6 separate regions of the Mus musculus genome follow, and all the other regions are linked to region 2. A link is a contact called in public HiChIP or PLAC-seq data. All regions are on one chromosome and are shown on one strand. Each heading gives the region's core, a stretch centred on a gene start, on an enhancer-like site or on the middle of the called end of the contact. The rest is flanking DNA. Distances are from core to core; before and after follow the strand shown. Region 1 holds the start of Acp5 (acid phosphatase 5, tartrate resistant). Region 2 holds the start of Dock6 (dedicator of cytokinesis 6). Region 3 holds the start of Carm1 (coactivator-associated arginine methyltransferase 1). Region 4 holds the start of Qtrt1 (queuine tRNA-ribosyltransferase catalytic subunit 1). Region 5 holds the start of Zfp599 (zinc finger protein 599). Region 6 holds the start of Zfp809 (zinc finger protein 809).

What was found. HiChIP or PLAC-seq counts read pairs in DNA pulled down with a chosen protein or histone mark.
Region 1: a contact with region 2 is called in an H3K27ac HiChIP or PLAC-seq map of embryonic stem cells, with 7 read pairs. The contact joins the promoter of Acp5 here to the promoter of Dock6 in region 2. A contact is called at or near these places in 8 of 39 promoter capture datasets (the 3T3-L1 cell line, the HPC-7 cell line, embryonic stem cells and 5 more), 26 of 484 Hi-C or Micro-C datasets (B cells, the G1E-ER4 cell line, the HL-1 cell line and 16 more), 11 of 115 datasets of contacts at active chromatin or transcription factors (astrocytes, craniofacial prominence, embryonic basal ganglia and 5 more) and 2 of 9 other capture datasets (embryonic stem cells and pancreatic islet).
Region 3: an H3K4me3 HiChIP or PLAC-seq map of embryonic stem cells shows a contact between it and region 2, with 8 times the contacts expected there. The contact joins the promoter of Carm1 here to the promoter of Dock6 in region 2. A contact is called at or near these places in 2 of 39 promoter capture datasets (embryonic stem cells and hippocampal neurons), 1 of 15 datasets of contacts at CTCF or cohesin (the NIH/3T3 cell line), 4 of 484 Hi-C or Micro-C datasets (LSK cells, the N1E-115 cell line, Th1 cells and 1 more), 10 of 115 datasets of contacts at active chromatin or transcription factors (embryonic stem cells, extraembryonic endoderm stem cells, large pre-B cells and 3 more) and 2 of 9 other capture datasets (embryonic stem cells and pancreatic islet).
Region 4: an HNF4G HiChIP or PLAC-seq map of pancreatic cancer cells shows a contact between it and region 2. The contact joins the promoter of Qtrt1 here to the promoter of Dock6 in region 2. A contact is called at or near these places in 2 of 39 promoter capture datasets (liver and pre-B cells), 1 of 484 Hi-C or Micro-C datasets (the N1E-115 cell line), 1 of 115 datasets of contacts at active chromatin or transcription factors (pancreatic cancer cells) and 1 of 9 other capture datasets (adipose tissue).
Region 5: a FOXA1 HiChIP or PLAC-seq map of pancreatic cancer cells shows a contact between it and region 2. The contact joins the promoter of Zfp599 here to the promoter of Dock6 in region 2. A contact is called at or near these places in 1 of 39 promoter capture datasets (pre-B cells), 1 of 484 Hi-C or Micro-C datasets (the N1E-115 cell line) and 3 of 115 datasets of contacts at active chromatin or transcription factors (embryonic stem cells, large pre-B cells and pancreatic cancer cells).
Region 6: an H3K4me3 HiChIP or PLAC-seq map of embryonic stem cells shows a contact between it and region 2, with 7 times the contacts expected there. The contact joins the promoter of Zfp809 here to the promoter of Dock6 in region 2. A contact is called at or near these places in 5 of 39 promoter capture datasets (the C10 cell line, hematopoietic stem and progenitor cells, hippocampal neurons and 2 more), 2 of 484 Hi-C or Micro-C datasets (cerebral cortex and pro-B cells), 4 of 115 datasets of contacts at active chromatin or transcription factors (bone marrow-derived macrophages, craniofacial prominence, embryonic stem cells and 1 more) and 1 of 9 other capture datasets (adipose tissue).

Annotation. Positions count from the first base shown.
Region 1 is chr9:22,130,082-22,134,328 of GRCm38.p6, forward strand. Acp5 (acid phosphatase 5, tartrate resistant) reads right to left here and starts at 1,784. Exons shown (of 5, transcript NM_001102404.1): 1 at 1,656-1,784; 2 at 1-48. The coding sequence starts at 48.
Region 2 is chr9:21,849,898-21,854,513 of GRCm38.p6, forward strand. Dock6 (dedicator of cytokinesis 6) reads right to left here and starts at 2,738. Exons shown (of 50, transcript NM_177030.3): 1 at 2,648-2,738. The coding sequence starts at 2,691.
Region 3 is chr9:21,545,079-21,549,220 of GRCm38.p6, forward strand. It overlaps Carm1 (coactivator-associated arginine methyltransferase 1), which reads left to right and starts at 1,816. Exons shown (of 16, transcript NM_021531.6): 1 at 1,816-2,152. The coding sequence starts at 1,930. AB124611 (cDNA sequence AB124611) reads left to right here. Exons shown (of 7, transcript NM_001198794.1): 7 at 1-253.
Region 4 is chr9:21,409,047-21,413,596 of GRCm38.p6, forward strand. Qtrt1 (queuine tRNA-ribosyltransferase catalytic subunit 1) reads left to right here and starts at 2,791. Exons shown (of 10, transcript NM_021888.2): 1 at 2,791-3,051; 2 at 3,187-3,255; 3 at 3,347-3,485. The coding sequence starts at 2,809. Gm16853 (predicted gene, 16853) reads right to left here and starts at 2,674. Exons shown (of 5, transcript NR_045742.1): 1 at 2,401-2,674.
Region 5 is chr9:22,257,377-22,261,836 of GRCm38.p6, forward strand. It overlaps Zfp599 (zinc finger protein 599), which reads right to left and starts at 2,519. Exons shown (of 5, transcript NM_181419.3): 1 at 2,381-2,519; 2 at 669-795. The coding sequence starts at 2,383. Gm39307 (predicted gene, 39307) reads left to right here and starts at 2,726. Exons shown (of 2, transcript NR_166680.1): 1 at 2,726-3,048.
Region 6 is chr9:22,224,021-22,228,495 of GRCm38.p6, forward strand. Zfp809 (zinc finger protein 809) reads left to right here and starts at 1,692. Exons shown (of 5, transcript NM_001164624.1): 1 at 1,692-1,812. The coding sequence starts at 1,810.

The sequences.
Region 1 (4,247 bases), core at 534-3,033, 280 kb after region 2:
TGGGAGCCATATGATTTGTAGGCCCAGCAGCACCACCCATGAATCCATCTGTGAGGAAGAGAGGGAGTTCAGAGTCTCTGGTGAGGACAGAGAGCGAGACCCTGGTCCAAGCAAAGAAAGACTAGCCCGCTGAGCCTGGTCTCACGGTGCATGCCTATAAACTCAGGCACTACCATGGAGGTGGAGCAACTGGACCAGAAGTTCAAGGCCAGCCTCAGCTACATTGGGAAGTTTGAAAAATGGAAACAGAAAGTCTGAGATAAAGACATAAGACCGGTCTTAAGACACACACACACACACACACACACACACACACACACCCTAGCCATCTACAGCCGTCAGTTCCACAGACACACCAGTAGCAATTGGGCCTGCAAGGAGCTGAGGAGCTGGGAAGGTGGCCCCCACAGGCCTCTTCCACCTCGCTCCTCTGACACTTACCCTGGAGGAAGCACAGGTGGTCAGAGAGGCTGCAAGAGGCAGTTAAGCTCCTGGACCAAAAGCGGTGATCACCGAGTCTTTATTCTCTGGGGCAGAAGTGCATCATTGGGAAAGATGATGCATTTTCTCCGAGGATTGTCCAGAAGCCCTCCCCTTGGGTCATGTGAGCACTGGACTTCCCCAGAACTGGAAATGGGGCTGGGGCGGGGGCACCCAGGCCAGACTGAGCCGTGAAAAGTTTCTCGAAGCCAGCACAGTCAGCCAGGGTCTGATGGTAATGTGTACTGGGCATCTGTAGGTCCCGAGTTTGACTGTTCACTGCACTGAGGCTGTTCTAGGCTGAACGTCTGTGTTTTCACACCCTTGGCTGTCTGTAACTCGCTGTCACTTTTTCTGGGTGGGTGTCTCGACTCTAGCATGGGAACCTCAGTGGCTTGCCTGTGACATACACTCCAATTATTTTTTTTTTTTTGTTTTTGTTTTGAGACAGTGTCTCAAGAAGCCCAGGCTATCCCTAACTTCCTCCCTGGGTAGCCAAAGATGAGCCACTTCCAAGTGTTGGAATTACAGGCCTAAATAATTCCTCTGTGGCGCCCATGTAACAGCCCCCTGTCTCCTCTGTGTTTTGTAAGTCCTAGTGCAAATTGTGTATCTGGAGTCATCTAAGTGTGGGACTGTCTCCGAGTTCCCCCTCGCCATCATAAACAGCAGCAATAACTGCCTTTTCCAGGAAGTTCTGTCCACACTCTTCCATGGCCTTTCCCACACCCGGTTTCCAGCCTAAGGAACTTCCAGAAGGCACACACCACGTGGCTGGCTGTAGCCTTTTGACCTTGGCACCTACAGCAGTCAGCTGCAGGCTGTTTCGACCGCAGAGCCCAGCGCTGTGGTGGGTGTGGCCAGCTTCCCACCTCCTCCCCTCCCTCCTTAACTTCACAAGCCGCCCAATCTTTCCAGACTCCTTCCTTGAACACTCACCACCAACCCCTCCGGTCCCTGCAAGCTCGGATTCTGGAATCTCTCGTTCCGTGCTTTGCATAAAGGCTCAGAGAGGGTCAGCGACTCACCCCAGGTCACCCAGCGAAGAGTTTGCCTTGCATTCCCCACTCGCACCTCTCAGTAGAGGCGAACAGGAAGGAAGTGGGGTGGCCCCAACAGACAGAGACCCCCTCCCCCGTGGGAGGCAGAGCAAGGGCCTGGCGGGCGAGTCTCACCTTGGCGGTGGGTCCAGGACAAGCTGTGCTACCCAACTGAGCTGCGGATTCGCGGCGGGTCGCTCCGGGCTGCACGAGTTGGGAAGAGGCGGCGCGGGCCAGCCTTCGCCCACGGCTCCCTGCCTGCCCTACAGAGTCCAGAGTTGCAGAGGGCGGGTGCCTCGGTTTCCCCGCCCCAATCCTGCCTCAGCCATTACCTGGCGCCTCGCCTCCAAGGTTCAGAGTCCCAGGAGTTAAGGGAGACCCGGGACCTGATTTCAATACCACCTGCCTTCGACTTTTGGGGTGCTCACAGCCTCTGGTGGCCGCGCAGGGGAGGTCCAGCCCCGGACTGAGCCAGGCTCGGTCTCCCGGTCTTTAAAATGGGTGAGAAGATACCAGGCTGGTGGCAGGTCAGCGGTGGAGGGCTTGCTTGGCCCCAGAGCGGCTCGGGTTCCATCCCAGCAGTGGGTTTGGGGCGCGCGGGGGGGCGGAGGAGGGGATTTGACTGAGCTATCTGTGCCAGATAACAGCCACCTGTAAAACAGGCCTTCAAGATTGATCGGGAGAGAAGGAATTTAGGCAGAGAGGGACCCAGAGGGGCGGAGCAAAGCCATCCTCTTCCGCACACTGCAGGTCTTTCCTGTTATTTCAAACAAGAAATTTTGCCGGTTTGCAGGGAGGCTGGGGTGTGACTCAGTTGGTAGAGTGCGTGCCAACACGTACGAAGCCCTAGGTCACAGACGCAGGCCGGTATACACCAGGTGCGCAGTGTAACCCTGGGCCGTGGAGGTCAGAGGGTCAAGAGTTCATGATAAATCTCAGCTCCATAGCAAGTTCAAGACCTGAGACTGTCTCATTCATAAATAAATAGGTTGTCCTTAGAATTCCACAAAATAAAGCTGGGCCAGAATGGGACTCACTTCTTTAATCCCATCACTCGAGAGGCGGAAGCAGATCTCTGAGTTAAAAGGCGGCCTGATCTATATAGCAAGTTCCAGGATATCCACAGCTACACAGAGAAACCCTGTCTCTAAAACCAAAACAAAACCTAAACAGAACAACAAAGGAATCCCAAAGAATAAAGTCTGGCGATGGGCCTTCGAGATGGCTCAGAGCGGCACTTTCTGGCAAGACTTGAGAGCCTGAGTTCCATCAGGTTTCCGGAAGGAGAGCACCGGCTCCCAAAAGTTGTCCTCTGACCTCCACATCCGGGTTGTTGCCCTACCAATAATAAGTAAGTAAATAAATGTAATAAAGATTTAAAGAGTCCTGGTGTGGTAGATCATGTCTGTTAATGGCAGGAGGATTGGAGTGAGTTTGAGACAACTGGGCTAAATAGGGAGGACTGGGTCAGCCTGGGCTAAAGTGTGAGATCCTGTCTAAAAAATACACTTCCCCAAAAAATGAATTCCTGAGAAAAAGAACATAATCCCAGGGGTTGCTATCTTTCACATGCCCAGTGCACTCATAACTGTACACTGCTCCAGTGGTTATCTCTCACATAGCCCAGTGCACTCATAACTGTACACTGCTCTTGCAGAGGACCAGGTTTGGTTCCCAGGACACATGCGGGGAGGCTCACAACTGCCTGTAACTTCAGCTCCAGGTCAACTGATGCCTCTGCAGGCCTCCGAAGGCACCTGCACTTGTGTGCATATAGACTCACACAGGCACCTGCACAAGTGAAAAGAATAAATAAATCTACACACTCCTAGAGACCTGCCGGTAGTTAACAGGTACCGAAGGATGGAGAGGCAGTTTCTTCAGTGGTGAGATTCCCATGCTCCTGTAAGCAAGCCTTAGGAAACTCACGCGCACACACACACACACAGTGCGCACATGCGTGCATGCACGCGCACACACACACACACACACACACACGCACACAGTGCGCACATGCGTGCATGCATGCACGCACACACACACACACACACACAGTGCGCACATGCGTGCATGCATGCACACACACACACACACACACACACATGTTCACAATCACTACACAATCACACAACGCCATGGAAGCAGAGAGGATTGGGAAGACCTTTGCAGGGGAGCCTGAGATTGTCCCTGGAGCCCATGTCAAAGCGGAGGGAGAGAAACATCTGCACAAAGTTCTCTTCTGATCGCTACAGTTTTGGTTTGTTTGTTTGTTTTGCTTTGTTTTTAAAGATTTATTTATTTATTTAATGTAAGTACACTGTAACTGTCTTCAGACACTTGTTAAGGATGGTTGTGAGCCACCATGTGGTTGCTGAGATTCGAACTCAGGACCTTCGGAAGAGCAGTCAATGCTCTTAACCACTGAGCCATCTCTCCAGCCCCCTGTTTTGTTTTTTTAAGACAGTGTCTCGCTGTGTAGCTCTAGCTGTTCTGGAATTGGATAGGTAGATCAGGCTGCCCTTGAACTCACAGAGCTATGTCTGCCTCTGCGTCTAGAGTGCTGGGAGTAGAGGCCACTGTGCCTGGCTGACCTCCACAGTCTTTCCATAGCATCCATGTGAGCCCACACATATATCATGCACATAAATATTAAAAATTTTAAATCCTGAAGTAGAAGAGGGTAGGTGCACACCACACACACACACACACACACACACACACACACAC
Region 2 (4,616 bases), core at 1,488-3,987:
CAGGACAGTGAGCTCCCGGAAGCCACCATTCTCCAGCCTCAGCTCCCGGAAGCCACTGTTCTCCATGCTCCCAGAGCCCCAAGGTTACCGCTAGTCCCAGCTATTTTGTACTCGGATGTCAGACACTGAACTCAGGGCCTCATGCTTGCATGGTTGTTTACTGACTTCATTATCTTCCTAACCTCCAAAACATCTTTTGAGACAGTCTTGTACAGTCTAGGCTGGCCCCAGTTTCACATTGTAACCAGGCTGGGCTTGTGTTCACAACCAGGCATGCATCATTATGCTGAGCCACCTCCATAGTTCACCCCCAAGTCTAACTGTTTTAGGTGTCCTGGTAGAAGACCTTCCCCCAGACCCCTGGGGGGTCCTCTGTGTAGCCCTGGCCATCCTGGAATGTGACCTGTAGACCAGGCTGACCTCAAACTCACAGATCCACTTTGCCTGTGCCTCCCAAGTGCTGGGATTAAAGGCATTTGCCACCATTGCTGGCAGAAGACATTGCTAAGAACAGAGATAGTCTGCAAAATGGCTCTGCAGGCAAGGGCATTTGCCACCAAGTGTAATGACCTGAATTTGACCTATGCAAAGGGGGAGGGATCGATCACCACCCTCAAGTTGACCTCCAACCTCTCACCTGTGCTGTGACACGTGTGTACACACACACACACACACACACACACACACACACATCATGCAAGAATAAGTGTCGTTTTTTAAAAGCAGTACCACACTGAATTGAATTGACTGGGTTTTAGAAATCAGGCTGCAAGTGCAACAAGAGACACTGTAGCAACTGTGGTGCTCCTCCCAGGCTGGCAAGGGTTACTGGGCCTATCGTTATAACAGGGAAGATGACAAGCCAGACACAGGGGCTGGAGAGATGGCTCCAGCGGTTTGGTTTAGAGCACTGACTGATCTTCCAGAGGTCCTAGGTTCAATTCCCAGCAACCACATGGTGGCTCACAACCATCTGTAATGGGATCAAATATCCTCTTCTGATGTGTCTGAAGATAGTGTACATACATAAAATAAGCAAAACTTTAAAAAGAAAAAAAAGCCAGACTCAGAACTCATATAACAGGGAGCAGAGACAAGAGGATCCCCAGGGCCAGTTCCCTGACCAGTTTATCTGGAGCTCCAGATCCCAGTTGAGTGAGCCTGCCTCAAAAATGAAAATAGAGGGAGGCTGGCAAGATGGCTCAGGAGCAACTTGCTGCTGAGCCTCCTGAGTATAATCCCAGGAAACCAAGTGGAAAGAAAAGGCTCCTTCCTACAAGCATCCTGTCACACACACACACACACACACACACACAACGAGAGTGGTATACACATGTACACACAGTAAGTGAATGCTAGGATAGGGTGAGAACCTTTCTCAAAATAAAGCAAACACAAAAGCAAGGTGCTGTAGATGTGGTTACCATGGAAACTGAGTGTGGCAGGGGGGGCCAGGAGTTCATGGCCGGTCTTGGCTACATAGTGCATCTGAGGTCAGCATGGGCTACGTGACCCCATCCCAGACTAACAAAACACAACAAAGTAAAACCAAGACTCCATTCAGTTGCAGGTTCATCTGGGGTTGTGGGAGAACTCAATAGGTAGGTGAATGTGCAGAAGCATCTATTTATCTACCAGGCTGCTTGGGAAATCTTGGGCTCCCTCACTACATCAAGGCCCAGGATCATTCTGCACATCTTTCCCACCTGAGCTAAAGGCATAAGGACTTAGGAGGCAAGACAACAAACAGAAAACTGCCCAACTGCTCTGCCCCAGATCACAACCCTCCTCTATCCAGAACTCTCTGTGGCTCTCACTTCACTTGGGGTCACAGTCAAAGTCCTTCTGGCCTACAAGGCGTAGGCCCTATAAAATCTATTCCTATTGGTCCCTCTGTGGCCCCAGGGCCTTTGCATTTGCTTCTTTCCTGGATGATGGGCAGATCTCTTCCTTCGCTCCTTTAGGTCTGTGCTTAACTCTACCTGGCCTACCATTGAGACCCTATCCTCCCTTTCCTGTCTTATGCATCCACACCATACCACGGACACATCTATGTTTGTCCCACCAGAGCGAAATCCAAGAATGGGGCAACTTTCTTGTGTCTCCATCAGGGTGGGACCCACAGAGTGGCTTCTCTCACCTAAGGTGGTCAGACAGGTCTCCAGAGGATCGGATACCTGGGATGATTTACCTGGGATGATTTCTAACCTACCCCAGATTTGAGCCTCTCTCACAATCCAGTGTCCATGGAAGGGGATCCCCCAGCATCTGTTGCCTGTCCCTCCCCTGTCTGCCCACCAGCTGGTTCAGTCCCCAGCCCCCTCGGCCCCCTCCCACGCCCAGCCGGTGCTGGGAGAGGCTGGGGCAGGAGACTGAGGGGCTATCCCCAGCTGTCCCCAGCTCCAGACAGCTGGGTCCCGGGACCCTGGGCGGGGGAGGGGTGCGAATTTCCCCAGGCTGGTGAAGGGAAGGACGGCAAGAGGGTCCGAATGCAGCCTAGCACTCTCGGAGCCCGGCCCGCACGGACCCGGGATGCGCTTCCTCCTCCGGGAAGTCCTCGGGGAGCCCGGCACGCCCCCGCTGCCCGCCATCTCCAGCACTCGCCCGTCCCGCCCAGAGTGGCCGTGACCGCGGCCGCTCTCACTACCTGTTGATCTTGTGAGCGAAGGCGCGGCGCTCCGAGGCCGCCATGACGCCCCGCGTCCCGCCGCAGCCTCCCGAGTCTGGGCAGCCGGGCTGGGCGGAGCAGGCGCGCGGGAGAGGCGGGGCCTGTGCTGATGGGGCGGGGCCTGCACTTCGACCCGCCCCAGCCGCGGAACCAAGACGGGAATGACGCGGGGTCTTCTCGGGGCGTGGTGGCGAGGCCGGGCCAACTCTAGGATGGGGAGGAGCCTTCTCTGGAGGGGGCGGGGCTTTCCCTAGATAGGGCGGAGCCTTTTCTGGGATGCCGTGGGGCCAGCATTGAGAGTGGGACAGAAATACTGGGGATGGGGAGGAGACAGCGCTGACAGGAGGATGGAGCAGGCTGTGATCTGGGATGTCGCTGCTCTAGGATAGGGACCGGGACAAGGCTGGAGAGATGAGGATCTTTGTGGGCGTGGCTTATGAGGGACGGTCCTTGATGGGCGGGACGTTGTGAGTGGCTCATCTCTGCGATGGGCTAGGGAGCTGGGGACCAGGCAGAGCAGGGCATGGGGTGGGTGTGGAGCAGGGGCAGGGCATGGAAGGGAGTGTTCCCCTCCCACTGGGGTCAAGATGGGGAAACTGAGTCTTCTGTTGGGCTGGGAAGAAAAAATACGGAACATCAAAACCTGTTAGGTCAGCCGGGCAGTGGTGGCTCATGCCTTTAATCCCAGCACTTAGGAGGCAGAGGCAGGCTAATTTCTGAGTTCGAGGCCAGCCTGGTCTACAGAGTGAGTTCCAAGACAGCCAGGGCTACACAGAGAAACCCTGTCTCGAAAAAACAACACAAAACAAAACAAACAAACAAACAAAAAAGTTAGGTCCTCACTAGTCCCGGAGGCACGCTGCCTAAAAAACAACATCAATGTCACACAATAATTACTAAGGTTTTGTTTATAGTCGCTCAATGGACATAGGTGGGAAGAACTGTTGTTTTCCACTACTGACAAGTGGGTTAACTGAAGCCTAGCAGTGTGGAGGCTTTTACATAGTAGGCCTCAAAAGGTGCTCAAGGGACTTCCTGCCAGTCTCTGGGTTGCAGTAGAGAGGTGGATGAGTCCAGCTAAGCTCAGGGGTGTCACTCTAGGAGGTGTGACTCAGAAAGCCAGTATCGATACCTGAGCGAGCCAGTCCGGAAGTTTCTGATTACCTGAAGTTGTAGGATGTCTTCATTAATTTGTGGCCTTAAATATCTTCCCAACAGCTCCTTTCCCAATAACAGTTTCCTAGAATTTTTTCAGTCCTGGCTCATCTTTGGATATGCCAATTGTCTGCTGCCTCCACACCTTCTCCTGAGTAGCTTCAGCCCTCTGAGCAGTCACGGTCAAAACAGTCTTGGTAGGGTAGGCAGCTGTGCAGCACAGGACATGTCTGCCTCAGAGCTTTTTTGAGTGCTGCTCGTTATCCCACCTATGGATGGATGCTAGCAGGAGCCCCATCTACAGAGGATGAAATTGGAGCCAGAGGGCAGGGTGACTTGCCCCAGTTGCCCAGCAAATCTGTATCAGCTTCTGAAGGCACAGGAAGGAGACCTAGATGGTAGGGGAACCCCCTAGGTATCCATCTGCTCTTGATCTGTGTACACAGCTGTCAGGAGCCCACGCACCTACTCAGCGTGGTCCAGTGGCTTCTGCCTGGGAGATGCAGAATATAACTCCACCCACGACTGTGCTGGGCCACACTCAGTGTTACTCAGGTCCCTGCCTCTTCCTCTGAGGCCAGGTAGGGAACATGGAGCTGGATCCTTCCTGATGCTTCCATTGTGCACTGTCTTGGCGGCATCTGTGTCTCACCTATCCTTCCTTGTGCAGAGCCTCCGTGGCCCACCTCACTTGGGTCATAGTCCATCCCTCCAGGCCTTGCATAAACTGCCCTGTTACCACTCTGTCCTCATAGCCTCCCTCTTGGACTTCAGCCCAACTGTCCTCCTGCTT
Region 3 (4,142 bases), core at 566-3,065, 310 kb before region 2:
CAGGCACAAGAGGTCTACATTCTCTAACTCCTTTCCAGTGCTTCCCCAACGGTCACTTACTTCCAGACTGCGTGTTTTATTTTTAGGAGAGATGTGTATATTTTTTGTTGCTGTTGTTGTTTCTAGATAGGGTCTCACTGTGTAGCCCTGGCTTTTCTGGAACTCACTGTGTAGAGCAAGCCAGCCTCAAACTCATAGATCCACCTGCCTCTGCCTCCAGATCGCTAGAATTAAAGTTACTGCCATAACACCTAACTTTGGGATGTTTTCTGTTTGTTTTGAGATAGGGTTTTTCAGTGTAGTCCTGGCTGTCCTAGAACTCACTCTGTAGACCAGGCTGGCCTGGAACTCAAGGACTGCCAGCCTCTGCCTCCTGAGCATCGGGATTAAAGGTGTGTGCCACCACTGCCCAGCAGAGTGCGTTTTTACTCTTCACTTTGTGGGTCCTGGCTGCCTGAGATTGTGTGCTTGCACCATTAGATGGGAGGGATGACTTGGGAAAGGGTTGAGTCTTTTGTGAGTCTTGCGGAGGCCCAGGAGGGGGTACGTAAATTAGAGTTCTAAGAGGCCCAGCAAAAGTGAACAAGTGACTGGCCACTGTGAGTTCACTGGGGGACCTGAGAGTTAACTAGTGAAAAGGAGAGGTCCTAGTGGAGAAGCTAAAGAATTAAAGTTACTGCCTTGAAGTTCTTTGTGAAGGCCAAGCTCTGGAGCGCGGCTTGAAAAGCCTTTATCCCAGAGCAGCATGGGAAGGGGCCCCAGCTGGGTGCGAGCCTGCAAACCAGAGCACACCTATCACAGGGCCTTTTCTTACCAGTGGGACGGGATCAAGGCGGAGCTTACCTGGGAACGTACAGGGCGGAACCTTAACTTGGGGGCGTGGCCGAATCACCTGGGTTTGGAAACGGTTCTTGTCTTTCCTCAAGCTCAGGAGAGGTTGTTTGCAGGACACTGGCCCGGAGGGGCCCGAACTCTCCGAGGGAGGGTTTCGTGGATCAGAACACCGTCCCTTGACAAAAAGATGCAGAGCACCGTCTGCATTCTGCTAGTAACCGTCCCTCCTGGGGGCGGAGCCAGCCCTCCTCCGGGTGTATAAAGTAGCTGAGCGCCTCCTTCTGACAAACGCCTCACCCCCAAGAGTACTGGGGGAGTACGCAGCACGCCAGCCTAGGGGCGGAGCTCAGCCCTGGAGGAGGCGTTTCTTCTTAGTTCTCCGACTCACGCCTCTCCACTTTTCTTGAGCTATGCTCACAGTGGCACAAAGCATGGTGGTTCGCTCGCTGCCGGCCTGTGGGTGGGTCTGGCCCCAGAGGCGTGTCCGAGCGGCCAAGCATTGCCTCCTGAAACGCCCTGTGGTACAAAGGGCTGTGGATCACCGTGGATCACCGGTCGCCGGCCCGGAGCGGGGGGTGGGGCCGCCTGATCATTCCGGGGGCGTGCCGGGAAGGCTAAGCACCGCCTCCCGACGCATGCCCTGCCCATCTCTCCAGAGCTGTGCGCGGTGGCACAAAGCGCCTCGGTTCGCACAACGCTGCCTCGGGGCGGGGCTTAGCATCCCTGGGGGCGTGTCATACTGCGGGGCACCGCCTCCCAACGTAGGCGCCTTCACCCGGCCTGCCCGGGAGGCTCAGCCACCTCACAAAGCAGCGACCGTTCCCGCGGGGTGGGGCCGGCCCCACCCCCGTCGTGCTTGCGCTCGCCCGGCTCCCTCAGGCGCCAGGAGGGGGCGCTGCGCCACCGAGCCGGCCCGTGGCGGCGGCGGCGGCGGCGAGGCGTCGCGTGGCCGGCAGGCGGCGCGCTGCCAGCCTCGGCCTCGGCCTCGGCCTGCGCGGCGGCGGCAGCGGCGGCGGCGGCGGCGGCGGCGGCCTGGGCCCGGGTGCGGCGGTGGCGGTGGCCGTGGTGGCAGCGGGGCCTGGAGCCGGACCTAAGATGGCAGCGGCGGCAGCGACGGCGGTGGGGCCGGGTGCGGGGAGCGCTGGGGTGGCGGGCCCGGGCGGCGCGGGGCCCTGCGCTACAGTGTCTGTGTTCCCGGGCGCCCGCCTCCTCACTATCGGCGACGCGAACGGCGAGATCCAGCGGCACGCGGAGCAGCAGGCGCTGCGCCTTGAGGTGCGCGCCGGACCAGACGCGGCGGGCATCGCCCTCTACAGCCGTGAGTGCTGGGGACACCCTGGGGACGGCGGCGCACGAGGCCGGCGGCGCGGGCGCCCGGGGAGGGGGCAGGCGGCGGAGGGTTGGGGGGGGGGGGGGACTCGGGCCGAGCTTGTACACGCGGCTCCTGCTGCCCGCGGGCGAGATAGCAGAGAGGGTGTGCGTGGGGACCTTGGAGCCCGAAGAGGGGCGCGGGAAATAAGAGTCGCGGGCCTGAGATTTGCAGCGGGTGGGGTAGGGGGGCGCGTGGCAGGAAGTGGGGCCCCGAGGATTCTGGGGGGATTGTAGAGGGGACTGGAGAGAGGGAGTGATTGGGAGGGCTCTTGAGCGGGTGTGGTTTGTGGATCTCATCTCAGGGGACATCCTCCTCACACACGGACATTTGAAAAGTGGTTTTCAGTGTGTAACACCGGGAAGACTGGGTGCCGCCCTTGTGGAGGACTTGGGATTCGGGATCCCCCACCCACACACCCACCAGGGTGGGTAAACTTTGGGACTTAGGACAGAGCCCTTCCTGATAGAGATTCCCAAGCCCATCCCCCATGGAAACGTGGAAGAGGGGAAGGCCGGCTGGCTGATGGCCGGCTTTAGAAGTCAAGAGGTAACAAGCCACCTCCCTCGCCACGCGCCTCCTGTCTTTTTTAAGAACGTGAGAAGCTGGTGACATTATCAGAAGCTGCTTCAAAAACTGACATTTCAGTGGGGAAAACAAGGGGGGGGATCACTAGTGTGTTTTCGAAGTGCACCCCCCCCCCCAGCTTTGTAGTTCCACCTTTCATTCTTCCTTGCTCTTGCTACTCTTTCTTCTGACGGATTCCTCAGATGGATTTGCTCTTGTGTTTCACTGGTCTTTGTCTCCCAGGATTTCGTTCACTGATGCTCTTAAGGGGCCACCAAGGAAGATGGGATCGATTTTAACCTGTGGGAATTTTTTTCTACTCCTTGGTAATGGGGTGTTGTTGGAAAGGGAAATGTGTGTAGCAGTCTGTTCAGACTGATTCTCCTCTCTTTGCCTTGACTTTGAAACACACAGGAGAAAGAAGTGTCTGGTTCCCAAGTGTGGGGCACCTTTGGGGGCTTGGGCAGAGCTGGGGTCTCCTTGATCACACGAGAGAAAGGGGAATTTCACAGACTAAAGAACGAAGCTCTTTAGGACTACAGACCCCTAAGCAAGCCAGTGGTGTTTGGCTAGCCAGGGTACCAGGGCTTACCTGGAAAGTGTTCTGGGGACCTGGGTGTGATGGACAAGCCTGTGGTCCCAATACTTTATAGGCTGAAGCAGGAGGATTCAAAGTTTGAGTACAGTGTGGGTGACATGGGCAAATCCTGTCTGAATCACCAAGACAAAGTTCAGGTAACTTGGGTTGTTTAAATGAACTTGATAAAAACACCGTTTTTATAGAGCTTATTTACAGAATTGTTATTTCCCACATAGTCTCTAACGCCCAGCTTCATCTATTAGAAGCTAATGTTATTACAGAGGAGACTTTACAGTTTGTGTTCTTGTTGTGACAGGGCATTTCTGCATAGTCCTGGCTGTTCTGGAGCTAGTTATTTAGACCAGGCTGGCCTCAGAGAGAGAGCTCTTCCTTCCTTTGCCTCTCAAATGCTGGGATAAAAGGTATATGCCACCATGCCTGGCTATAGGAGGATCTCGGTTTAAGAGCTGCTTGGCTACAAAGTGAGATCTTGTCCTCAGAAAAGAGAGCACAAGTGAGGTGGACAAAAGACAGATGTTCAAGCCAGACTTTATTACTTGAGAGTCTCTGACGCTTTCCTTCCCCAAATAATGACAATGTTGAGAGTTATACAGAATTACATATACATACATGCCTCTACAAATGGACTACGTATAAATGAAAGGATGTTGGAGAGAAACCCATGTTTCTCAAATCCTCAGTCCCAGATACATTTTTGGGGGCCAGAAAGGATATTCACCTCTAGGCCAGTGGTTCTCAACCTTCTTGATGCTGTGACCCTTTAACATAGTT
Region 4 (4,550 bases), core at 1,541-4,040, 440 kb before region 2:
GTGGACAGCCTGGACTGCATCATTCCAGGACAGCATCATCTACAGAGTAAAATCCTGCCTCAACCCAAAAAGTTGCCAGCTACTATGGTAGTACTATGAGCTAGCACTTAAAGGTGGAGGCAGGTTGGCACGCTTTTAATCCCAGCAGTTTGTAGGCAGAGACAGGTGGATCTCTTGACTTTGAGGCCTGCCTGGTCTACAGAGCAAATTCCTGGACAGATTGGACTGACTACAAAGAAAACCTGCCTTGACCAAAAAGCAAGAGGATCAACACCAGCTACTGCGTAGTAAATGTGAGGTCAGCATGAACTATGTGAGAGCTTGTCTCAAAAAATAACCAATACAGGACCGGAGAGATATCTCAGTAGTTCTAGTCCCAGAAATCTGCATGAGAGCTCACAATTGTAACTCCAGTTCCAGGATGCTTTCAGTACATATATGTTCATGTAGGCAAAACACATAAAATTCTTAAATAGCTGGCATAGGTCTAGGGAGCTGAGTAAATGCATAAAGATGACAGCCTGGATTTGGTTTCCTGGGACCAGAGAGCACAGACTCCTGGAAGTTGTACTCTGACCTCCACAAGGATGCTGTGGCAAGTGTGTGGGTATATCTACGCTGACAGTTACACCCACACGCATAAATGTAAGCACTCTAAAGCAGGGCTGTGACCTGGAACACCAGCACTGTGTGTATGGAGAAGTGGTCGTAGAGATGAGGATCGCTGGGGCTGGTTGACTGCCAAGCTGCTTTCAGGTTCAGTGAGACACTGCCTGGGGATTAAGGTGGAGAGCAACAGCAGGTTATTAACCATCCCTTGGCCTCTGCTCACACAAGCACAAGGGCCTTGACTATTCCTCAGCCTCGGTGTCTTGAGGCATTCTGACTAAGCTCAGTCAGCCCTATAACTTCTGGTAATTGGTATTCATTTACTCTTTTTCACTGCAAGAGACTCAGATTCTACCCAGTACCTCTGCCCATCATAGCAGGTTCTGCATAGCAGCTCACTGGGAATATTGTGGGACAATGGTGCCCTCTGCCGGCAGAGGTGGCAGATACGGTTTATATTGACAGAAAATCACTTGGCTATCTTTATTAAATCTCTGGTCAGGGCAGTGGGAACACGTGACTGTACACACACACACACCTCCCTCATTGAATAAAGTAATAGGGTCAAGTTTCTGGGCATTAGATTTCTTTTTGTAATGATAGGAATCCTTTGACAAAAAAATGACTGAGCGCCTGACTACATGCTAGGTCCTTAGTAAATGAACACAGAATGACAGACTATTGTTAGTGACTACATGTATGAAGAGTATGCTATGTGAGTATGTGTGCAGAGGACTCAACCCAGAGCCTTGTGCATGCCAGGGAGAAAGTTGGGTTGTTTTTGTTTAAAAGATTTATTTTGTGTATTTAAGTATTTTGCCTGAATGTGGGTGTGCTACCATCTTACCTGCCTGGTCAGAGGAGGACATCAGATCCACTGGAAATGGAGTTACAGGGGGCTGTGTGTGCTAGGAGTACCATGTCCTCTGGGTACGTGCTCATTAGCCCCTATTTTGATTTTTTTTTGTTTTGTTTTTTTGTTTTTTGAGACAGGGTTTCTCTGTGTAGCTCTGGCTGTCCTGGAACTCACTTTGTAGACCAGGCTGGCCTCGAACTCAGAAATCCGCCTGCCTCTGCCTCCTGAGTGCTGGGATTAAAGGCGTGCGCCACCACGCCCGGCTTTTGATTTTTTTTGTATTTGAGTATACTGCCACTGTTTCAGAAGAAGGCATTGGATCCAATTACAGATGATTGTGAGCCACCATGTGGTCGCTGGGAATTGAACTCAGGACCTCTGGAAGAGCAGTCAGTACTCTTAACCGCTGAGCCATCTCTCCAGCCCTGATTTTTTTTAAAAAATAATTTTATGTGCATTGATGTTTTGCCTGCATGTATGTCAGATTTCGGCATTACAGACAGTTGTGAGCTGCCATGTGGGTGCTGGGAATTGAATCCAGTTCCTCTGGAAGAGCGGTCGGTGCTCTTAACTGCTGAGCCATCAGGTTTTTTTGTTTGTCTGGCTAGGGTTTTTTGTTGTTGTTGCTTTTTGAAACAGGGCTTCTCTATGTAACCCTGGCTGTCCTGGAACTCAGAAATCTGCCTGCCTCTGCCTCCCAAGTGCTGGGATTGCAGTAGTGCCCTACAGTGCCTTTTTTATTGCTTGTTTTTTGAGGTAGTTCACAATATAGCCCTAACTTTCCTGGAGCTTGCTATATAGGCTCACAGAGATCCACCTGCCTCTACCTTTCCTTGTATCAAAGGAGTACAATAACAGGCTTGGCTCCATCTTTTTTTCCCCTCCCTTTTTGTGAGATGAGATCTCTCTGTAGCCCAAGCTGGCAGGAAACTCACTGTGCCGGTGTCGATCTCCAACTGCACATAATCCTTTTTCCTCAGCCTCTGAAATCTTGAGATTCCTGATGAGTTATCATATCCGGCTGTTGTATTTTATACAGCAGAAAAACATGTCTTGGAGTGTTTAAAATACATTTATTGTATGTACGCCCATGCGAATTTGAATGGCTGTCTTGTAGATCCCAGAGACAGGTCATCGGGCTTGGCGCTGTGTATCTTCACTCGGTAAGCCATGGCACTGGGCCTTAGAACGGTGACAGCTATGGGATCTGGAAGTAGAGCACCCAAGCGTGTGGAGGGTGTGGCGTCAGTTGCTATGGTTCCCTATAGCTCTCAGATCACGTGATTCGGGGCACCTCGGCGCTGTCCTCTGTGGTCTCAGGCCACGTGGTTCCGGGACTGAAAATGGCGGCGGTAGGCAGCCCAGGTTCGCTTGAGTCCGCTCCACGAATAATGCGGCTGGTCGCTGAGTGCAGTCGCTCCGGAGCTCGGGCGGGTGAGCTGCGGCTGCCGCATGGAACGGTAGCCACCCCTGTGTTCATGCCTGTGGGTACACAGGCCACCATGAAGGGTATCACCACGGAGCAGCTGGACTCCCTGGGCTGCCGCATCTGCTTGGGCAACACCTACCATCTGGGGCTGAGGCCGGTGTGTGGATTCGATCTGGGGGGTGGGTGGCGAGGGGGTCTTTGGAAAAGTCTGTTGAGTAAGGCCCACAGTGCCGGGGCTCACCCACACCTGGCCGTGGAGCTGCGGGCACCGCTAACTTTTTCTCCCTCACAGGGACCGGAGCTGATCCGGAAAGCCCAGGGTCTTCACGGCTTCATGAATTGGCCCCACAATCTGCTGACGGTGAGTTGGGGTTGCCGCCCTCGGGCGCTGCGTTGAGGTGAGAGGTCCCCAGTCTCAATCTCCTGACAGCTTCGCTGCGGGGTCTCCCCAGGATAGCGGCGGCTTCCAGATGGTGTCCCTCTTCTCCCTGTCCGAGGTGACGGAGGAGGGCGTCCACTTCCGCTCGCCCTACGATGGAGAAGAGACACTTTTGAGCCCAGAGAGGTCGGTGGAGATCCAGAATGCTCTGGGTAAGAGGAGGGCTTCGAACGCCACGTATGGTTTGGATCGTCTTTGAATTTGGACTCTTTCACCTAACGAAAATAAGGATAGCCGGGCGTGGTGGCGCATGCCTTTAATCCCAGCACTCGGGAGGCAGAGGCAGGCAGATTTCTGAGTTCGAGGCCAGCCTGGTCTACAAAGTGAGCTCCAGGACAGCCAGGGCTACACAGAGAAACCCTGTCTCGAAAAACCAAAAAAAAAAAAAAAGAAAAAAAAGAAAAGAAGGATAAAGAATAGGTCCTGTGTTGGGCATGTGCAAGAGTTAATTAGAGTGTTTTGCCAGTGTCCTGGTCTAGATCCTCACTACAGCAAACAAACAAAACAAACACTTTAAAAAGGAGGGTGGGGGGTGGCGCACACCTTTAATCCCAGCACTTGGGAGGCAGAGCCAGGCGGATTTCTGAGTTTGAGGCCAGCCTGGTCTACAAAGTGAGTTCCAGGACAGCCAGGACTACACAGAGAAACCCTGTCTTGAAAACAACAGAGAGAAAAAGTTGGATGTCAAAGCTGGCAGTAGTAGAATTATACCTAAAATCTTGAAGTGTGGGGGTAGGGAGATTGCTGTGAGTGGACAGCCTGGACTGCAGGGCTCAAAGGAAGACACCCTGTCTCAAAGAAAAAAGAAAAAAAAAAAAAAGACAAAGAAGCTGTTTTCATTTCCTGACAAAACAGAGAACTAATGCCAGTACTGTAAGCACAGTACTGAATACAGAGTCATCCTTTTTTATTTATTGGTTTGTTTTATGTGTATGTATTTTATTATTTACTTATTGTTTATTATTTTGGAGAGGGTCTCACTATGCAGCTTCAGCTGGGCAAGAACTCTCTAGGTAGACTGGTAGACCAGGCTGGCCTCAAACACAGATACACCCGCTTTTGCCTCTCCTCTGGAGTGCTGGCATTAAAGACAGGTGCCACCACACCCAGCTGTTAGTGTTCTTAGTAACAAATTGAATTTAATAAAATATTGGTGACAACAAGATAAGATAGTCATGGTTTGGGCCCCTTATTTCCATCCATGTAGTTTATTTTAT
Region 5 (4,460 bases), core at 1,269-3,768, 410 kb after region 2:
TCACGCATCCAGAAAAGCAAGCAATTATAAAGAAATCAACTCACAGAATAATTAACAAGACATTCATTTCCATAACATATAAGGCCACTGAACAGTAGGGGAAGGGACTCCACATTTGTAGCAAGGGGATGTTTACTCTCTATTTTCCCAGAAAAATCAAAGACATAAGCGAAATGTGCGTTCACACACAGGCCTGTATATTATCCAAACTCCAAGATAAAGAATACAGCAGAGAAGTAGAGATGAGAACCATGTTTACTCTGGAGTCCGGAAAAACACATGAGGGGGATGGGATGGGGGAACCATGACTGGTATTTACTGGGATACACATGGATGGAATGAGTAATTTATATTCTACAGAACAGCAATACATACATATATGATTGAAAGCCATTAAATCCTTCAAAACATTATCAGAAGATTTTTAAATGTTCACAATAGGAAGGAATAATGCCTGAGCTGGTAAACTTATTTCTTAACTTCATCTGATAATCATAAATGATGTAAGTACACTGCAAAACCACAGGGTTTCTCAAAAGCATGCATGTTATTACAGTGTGTCTACTAAAATGTATACGACAGGATTAGTATTAAGTTCACAATGATTTCCCCCTTACCAACTAAAAGAGCGAGTAACTGCTATTGAGAGCTCCAGGAGTCAGACTCACCTAGGGACACCAGGCTGATGTAGGTCTCCAGCATCACGTCCCTGTACAGGGTCCTCTGAGCAGCGTCCAGGTCTTGCCATTCCTCCCAGGTGAAGTCCACGGCTACGTCTTCAAATGATATCAGCCCCTGGAATGACATGTTTCTCTTGAACCCAAGCGGTCAGCTTTTGGAACAGAAAGTGGGGTCCATTCTACTCTGTATGTGTTCCATAGCAGGGTTCCATGGAAGGTGACGTTTGATTTGTCTCATGGGAGAAAGAAAACTCAGCATCGAGGTCTGTTAATGTAAAGATGTCAGAAAATATGGCCAGAGTGTTCCAAAGGATTTCAACACGGACAGTTATACCCTGGCTTCCCTAATTAAAGTCTCCAGGTCTACTGATATCTTTCATTTCCTGGAAGGGGATGGCCCATGCACCAACGGACTTCAGTATTAAAAGCGGTTATTGAATATGGAAAAGCCCAGAGCTCTGGAAACGAGGACATCTTCCCAGATCTCAAAAGAAGAAGAGAGCCTGTAACCACCTCCATGACCTAAAATCTTCACCCGTATGTGGGAAGGGCTGGAAAAATGGAACTATTCACAGACACCACTTGGGTGCTCTCTTCAATGGCTGTTGACAGCTTGAAGTCTAACAGAGTCACGCCAGATATTGAATGTATCAGATAGCAGGACTCCTAAACTCTAAACAAAACTATAAAAATTGTGTGTGAGCCGGGCGTGCTGGCGCTCGCCTTCAATCCCAGCACTCGGGAGGCAGAGACAGGCGGATTTCTGAGTTCGAGGCCAGCCTGGTCTACAAAGTGAGTTCCAGGACAGCCAGGGCTACACAGAGAAATCCTGACTCAAAAAAAAAAAAAAAAAAAAAAAAAAAAAGTACTCTGTTCTTAGTATGAAAATTAGTGCAAACATTTTATAAATTTATAGTCCAGTTCCTTAAAGCCGTAAACATAGAACTACCAAAGGACCCAGCAATCACTACCGCCGCGATGTATCTAAAGGAACAGAAATCTGAAAGTTAGAAAATGGCCTCAAGGATGAAGATCAGACAGAGGACCAAGGTCATTCCCAGCTACATAAGAACCTGTCTCAACGAAAGTAAAACAGCACTCCTTTAATCCCAGCCCTGGAGTGGCAGAAGCTGGGAGATTTCTATGAGTTTAAGGCTAGCACAGTCTACATAATGAGTTCTAGGCTAACCAGGGCAACACAATGAGACCCAGCTGCCAAAAGAGTAAAAGGCTTCACATCCATGTTCACGGTGACACAGTTCAATCCCAACGCCGACACAGAAAATGGAAGTGCTTCCTAGGGGTGGGTTCCGAGTTCATGCCACAGATAGATGGGGTTCCAGGATCCTGGGAAACGGAATAGAGCCCGAGGTCCCAGGGACAGGATCGTCTAGGCACCAGACTTAACACCCCAAACTCCAGATACAGCGTCTCAGGAATTGAACTGCGGGGACCATGGGGACAGAGATGTGTGGCCAAGGGGCAGAGACAACAGAGAGCCGATCGACTGGGTCCAGGTTACCGTTTCCCGTGCAGGCCCGCAAGTCCCAGGCTCCGGGCCAGAGCTGCGGCAAGCGCTGCAGCAGGGCTCGGGTCCCTGCAGGGACCAGGGACGGGACAGGATTCCTGGAGCCCGCTCAGCCCCAACCCCGCAGCCCGGGGACAAAGGGGCTCGGCTTCTGGACCTGCCACAGACTCACCATCTCAGGATTCCGGGACACCCAGAGCTCTCACTGTGGTTCTCAGTGGGGAAATGTGACACGCGGCGGCAGGCAGAACCTCTCCGGACTTCTGGGCGAGCGCGGAACACCTGGACAGGATCCAACACGGAGAACATGTGGGACAGTGGGGCAGGAGGTAGTCAGAGCCCAGGACTACAGAAGACTGAGGCCCGCCCCTACTCTCTGTCTGTGTGTCTGATTGGACATTTGTCGTTACGGTTTTCAGAGACAGAGCTTCCTGTCTCACCTTCTCAACCTTAAATGTCACCAACCATTGGTGAATTTAAAAAGATTGACAAGTTCTTGGCTGTATTGTAAGGCAGGGCTTCCTATAGGAAAACCAGCGCCAACCTCTACTTAAGGTTATATCATCTAATGTGTATTTATAAAGAGAAATAGTAGCATTACTTTTTTTTTTTTTTTAAATCTCTCTATGTAGTCCTGCTCTGGAACTTGCTATGTAGACTAGGCTGGCTGTGAACTCACATAGATCTATCTACCTGTCTCTGCATTCCCTGTGATGGGATAAAAAGTGTATGCCTCTATTATTTCCACAACTGGAGAAGACCACCGACCAGATCATCAGGGCCAAATTAATTAAAGCAAGCTTTTAAAAATTCCTGCCCACGGGATGTCTCTCCCCAAAGGTAGGTTTCAAGAGTTCAGCATTTGGACATGGGTAAGATTAGGGCTTTTATAATTCAGAAGCAGGGAGTTTACAAATGGAGGATTTGACAGGCAGATAGTTGGAGTTACAGAAGCAGAACATAAATGTAACAAGTTGGTCACAGTAACTTTTAAAACAAAAGCATGGTTGACTTTCCCCGGAGCAGGCAGTACAGAACCATTTGTACTTAGGTACAGTCGGGATGTAGTCCAATCCTTGAGCAGATTTATGCATAAATAGGAATGAACCTAATTTGTCTTTATTATAAGATGGCTTGCAAACCTAAGCTGGAGGCAGACTGGCTGTGACTGTCTTTGTAGAAGTCATCTTTATGATTATAAAAGTATGTGTTCATGTAGTATGAAATAAACTCAGATAAAATTTAAGCATATAAAGCATTGTTCAATACTATAAATGGTCAAATGTTAAGTGTTTTATGTCTTAATAATTCTTGGTTAATAGACTATAAGTGAACAAATTTATTTTTTTAGATTATAAATGATGTGACATTTCCCCCCAGTTCTACAAACTCCATTATCAAATGTGCTAATAGAAGGTTGAGAGAGAGAGACAGAGACAGAGACAGAGAGACAGAGAGGGAGGGAGAGAGAGAGAGAGAGAGAGAGAGAGAGAGAGAGAGAGAGAGAGAGAGAATTTTCTGCCCAGCTAGTTACATTTCTGCACTTGCTGGTTTAACATCACAGTCTTGTGTGGAATGTGCCTACGTCTGAAACAAACATGAATAAGATAAAGAGAATGCAGCCAGGCGTGGTGGTGAATGCCTTTAAGCCCAGCACTCAGGAGGCAGAGGCAGGTGGATTTCTGAGTTCAAGGCCAGCCTGGCCTACAGAGTGAGTTCCAAGACAGCCAGGGCGACACAGAGAAACCCTGTCTCGAAAAACCAAAAAACAAACAAACAAACAAACAAACAAACAAACCAAAACAAAAACCCTATCAATCTTTTCAGGGTTTACATAGCTGATGAGACTCTACACACAGTGCCAACAACAATTAGCATGACACAGAAGAACTATACAAAAGCCATCCCCAAAGCAAAATTTAGAAACTTTAGTTTGGTGGAATAAGTCTATTCAAAATTTTAAATCTCTCACAAAATTGAGAACGATACTAGCCTAATCTTGAAAGAAAATATTTTATCAACTGTACAGAATGAGGAGACACTAACGTGGGCAGCAATGAAGAGAAACCATAGAAGTTTTGTGCTTTTTTTTTAAATGTGCCTTGCTCCTTTGCTCTTACTAGAGTGTCTTTACCAGCTGTCAACAGTGTCATTAAGTGTGTAAACACAGTTATCTGACACTACAAAAAAATCTAGAAACACCAGGGTGGAAGGAATCACAAAATGCTGTATGGTATATACAATAAGGAACA
Region 6 (4,475 bases), core at 442-2,941, 370 kb after region 2:
ATAGCCTACAAATACCCAATGGAATGGAGGTAATACGCATATGTGGGGCACATTATACAAGCCTTTAAATTTTCCTACATTACTAATGCTGAGATTCACCAGAAAAAAACCCAAACTCCACCATTTTGAGCCAAATTTGAAGTAAACTTTATTAAATATTGACCAAGAGATGGACTTTGGTTAGAACCACTTATTTCCTGTAATTTCCCAGCTGAAAGTGGGCCCGGGTCACGTGCTATAGGCCAGGGTCACGTGCTATAGGAGTTTGTAAAGACAAAACCCATAGGCTACCCTCTACTTTCTTTGCCATGGGGTTTCCTTATTTTCCAGGAACTACAGCTTACAGCATTCCAGGAAGGTACCTGGTCCCCAGGCAGGTGGGGCTTACACGTTAATTTGGGATATTACAACATGACAGATTTAAAATGTTGTTGGTCTTCTATTTGGTTATTATACTCTGAATGTTAATACAGAATGAATGAAAACAGTATAATTACACATCTGCATGAAAGGGCCATAATGCAACTCATTACTCTGAGCATTAGCCGTGGTTTTAATAAAAAAGTTTTGCAGTACTGTTTTAAATTTTGTGTTAAAAATTGCTTCTCGGGCTGGAGAGATGGCTCAGTGGTTAAGAGCACTGACTGTTCTTCCAAAAGGTCCTGAGGTCAAACCCCAGCAACCACATGGTGGCTCACAACCATTCTTAATGAGATCTGACGCCCTCTTCTGGTGCATCTAAAGACAACTACAATGTACTTAGATATAATAATAAATAAATCTTAAAAAAAAAAAAAGAAAAGAAAAGAAAAAAAGAAAAGAAAAAAATTGCTTCTCAGCGGGGCGTGGCGGCTCATGCCTTTAATCCCAGCACTCAGGAGGCAGAGGCAGGTGGATTTCTGAGTTCCAAGTCAGCCTGGTCTACAAAGTGAATTCCAGGACAGTCAGGGCTACACAGAGAAACCCTGTCTCGAAAAAAACCAAAAAAAAAAAAAAAAAAATGCTTCTCATGTAAAGCCCCAGAGGGGCTTTACCTGCTGGAAGACCCCAAGTGAGACAAGATCTATGTTTATTTTTTCTGGTGCGCAGGGATCGATCTTCAGCAGTCTCTCAAGCAAGAGACAGGGGGCGATCCCGGTTCTAGCTTACAAGCACCGTATACATTTTTTTTTTTTTTTAGAGGGCAGATTACAGTAACAGCTTCTAGGCACTTGGTGATGGATGGCTAGACCTTTTGTCTGGTTGGCTGGGTGATATCGGGTCATCCTTGGAGAGTACCTTCGTTCCCCAGAGGGCCCAGGTAGCCTTCAGCCAGCACTTTTTTTTTTTTTTTTTTTTTTTTTTTTTTTCTGGTATGTGTTTTGTCAGAGTCGGTCTGGGTTGGGTCAGAGTTGCTTAATCTTATCATTTATCCACAGGTCAGCACCCCCCACCCACCCCCCGCGCCACACACACACACAGAGAAACACAGAGACACACACAGAGACACATACATCACATCACAGTAAGAAAACTTCACGGGAATTAAAATAAATTATTGTGATACCGTTTTTCTGTCCGCTAAGACTTTCCGTATGATCAGACAGCCTTATGCCCTTTGCTACGCCCCGCCTTCCGTCATCGATTGGTGACTTTGACTGTCACTCAGGCCCTGTGACAGGACCGCTCTGAAATGAGGAAGTGGGGTGGATTTAGAAAGTTCAGAGGAGGTCTGAGCCTGCCATCTTGGGTCCTGTGGTCCCCAGGCGTCCGTTGCGGGAAGTTGTGCTGGTGGCGGAGACCGAGTCACAGGACGCTCCCAGTCCCATCATGGTGAGCTCGGCGCGGCGTCCCTGTGGAGCCGGTGTGGATGGCTGTGGGATGGGGGCTGGGCGGGCTCAGGGCACCCCGGAGCGTCCTATCGCGCCCCGACCATGCGTGGGGACTCGAGCTGGCTGCAACGCCCTGCACAGCTCTGCCACCCACAGGCAAGAGACAGGAATGCCTGACCGCTGGGTCGCTTCAGCGCCGGTGTCACACTAGGAACTCTGGGCTTCCGTTTACCTGCAAGGTTGGGATGGGGAACTCTGCGCCCTGTCTGGAAACTCTCGGAAGCTGGGTGCAGGGAGCTGGGTCTAGTAGGGGTGACTCTCCATCTGTCTGTCACTCTGGGATAGGCCTGTCAGTGTCCTGGCTGTCACCAATCAGGAACTTTATAGACTTGGGAGATGTTGATAGAACCCATCCTTAGGATGGATGAGAGACTAGTGGGTCTGAAAGGATCCCCGAGGATTAAATATTTTTGCGCATTAATTGGAGGAAGTGGGGAAGATAAAAATTCAGTTCCTTGTCCTAAACAGTAGTTTTAAAGTATCTGATAGACTTAATCTTAAAATTGCTGAGGTACAGGAATAGCCACGCATTGGATGTGTGTGGTGCAGACTGTGACGTGGTACCGAGGAGCAGAAGGCAAGGGGGAAGCAGTATGACTGTGAGATCTCTTCAGGCCCTGAGTTGCTCTTTTTTTTTTTTTTTTTTTTTTAAGATTTATTTATTTATTTATTATATGTAAGTACACTGTAGTTATCTTCAGACACACCAGAAGAGGGCGTCAGACCTCGTTACGGATGGTTGTGAGCCACCATGTGGTTGCTGGGATTTGAACTCGGGACCTTTGGAAGAGCAGTCAGTGCTCTTAATCGCTGAGCCATCTTGTAGGACCCCAAGAAGGAGCCCCCCACTCAAGTCTCAGGTCGCGGGGTCACCCAAAGAAACATGAGAGACCTTCTTGAGGCAGCTTTAATGGCCGAGCTCCGGGTCAATCAATACGTATCTCACTCAGGAGACAGAGGAATCGACCCTGAGACTCAAAAACTCAGGGTTTTGATAGGGTAGGGTCTAGGAAGAATTGGCGCGGTAGTGAGCAGAGTAGTACCGGGGCGTATAAGAATTCTAAAGCCGGGGGCTTATCAGAGTCGACAATGCATCTGGTTAATGTTTCAGCTTTTAACTATGCTCTCTATAGAAAGGGGGGCAAGCAGGAGGCGCCGGGCTGCCAGATGGTCAAAGAGTCAGCCAAGATCGTCAGAAGCAGTTCCTATTCCCTCCCTTTCTTTACGACCGGGAGACCTGGGAGACCTAGCTTCAAGACGGACTCGGGCATGCCCGGGCTAGTTTTCTTTGCAGTCTCAGTCCCAGGCCTTTTTAGTTTAAACCTTTTATTTTATTTAATTTCCTTTCATTCCCCTCTTCTTCTGAAGAATAAAGATAAAAAAATTACTGAACTCTTCCTCACCCCAGAGCCCGACCCCTCCCATCTAGAGATTGTTCCCAGAACACTCCTGAACTCTTCACCCCAGAATGCATTCCTGAACTCCTCACCCTAGAGTTCGAACCCTCCCAACTAAAGACTGTTCCAAGAACATTTTTGAGATAAGGGCCTCCTGGAACAACCTCAGAATGAACCGGGTACATTGCCAAATAATAGGATATGACCCCTTAGTTACGTAGAATTCCCTTGGCAGAACCCCTTAGTTATGCAAACTTGTACTTTCCCTGCCCCGCTCTCCCCCCTTGAGTTTTTCCTATATAAGCCTGTGAAAAATTTGGCTCGAGGTCGATTCTCCTCTACACCATACTAGGTGTATGAGTTTCGACCCCAGAGCTCTGGTCTATGTGCTTTCTTGCTGTTACTTTATTAAATCTTGCCCACTACATTTTGAGTTCGGTCTCAGTGTCTTCTTGGGTCCGCGGCTGTCCCGAGGCTTGAGTGAGGGTCTCCCTTCGGGGGTCTTTCACTTCTACTAAGTAATTCTAATCTTAGAATTTCAGAAGTCTATATCTCTATGTGGAGAGTAGAAATCATACTCTTTTTCTATCTTAACTATAGGTTGGTATTGATGCTGGAGGACCATAAGCTATACTGTATCTTTAACATGGGAACAAAAACAGAATAAGGTATCGTAAACAGGACTAGGCAGGGACCCTTCTAGGGAGGCTTGAGGGTCTCTGGCTGGAACTGGTGAGATGTCCTTGGGGTACTCGGCTCGTTCCTTGTAGCCAGTTGTGACCAGACTTTTTTCTGCACGACCTGCAAGCCTTTTAACTTAGCACACAGATCATTATTATAACATAGGTTTAAACGCATCATTTAAGACAGTGATGGGCATAGGAGCCCCTTAAACGATCTCAAAAAGAGTATGACTGAATCAAGAGGGAGTATTTCTAGTTCCAAATAGGGGAAGGGGAAGGAACACCAAGTCTGCGCCGGTCTCCATGATTAATTTTGTCAAGGTCTGTTTTAGAGTTCTATTTATTTTTTTTTATCTGTCCTGAGCTCTGAGGTCTGTACACACAATGCAATTTTCATTTGACCTCTAAATACTTGGCCACACCCTGACTTACCTGGGCAACAAAGGCAGGGCCATTATCTGACACTATTGCTTTTGGCACTCCGAATCTTGGAAAATTTTCTTTAATAATCTTCTTGATGACTA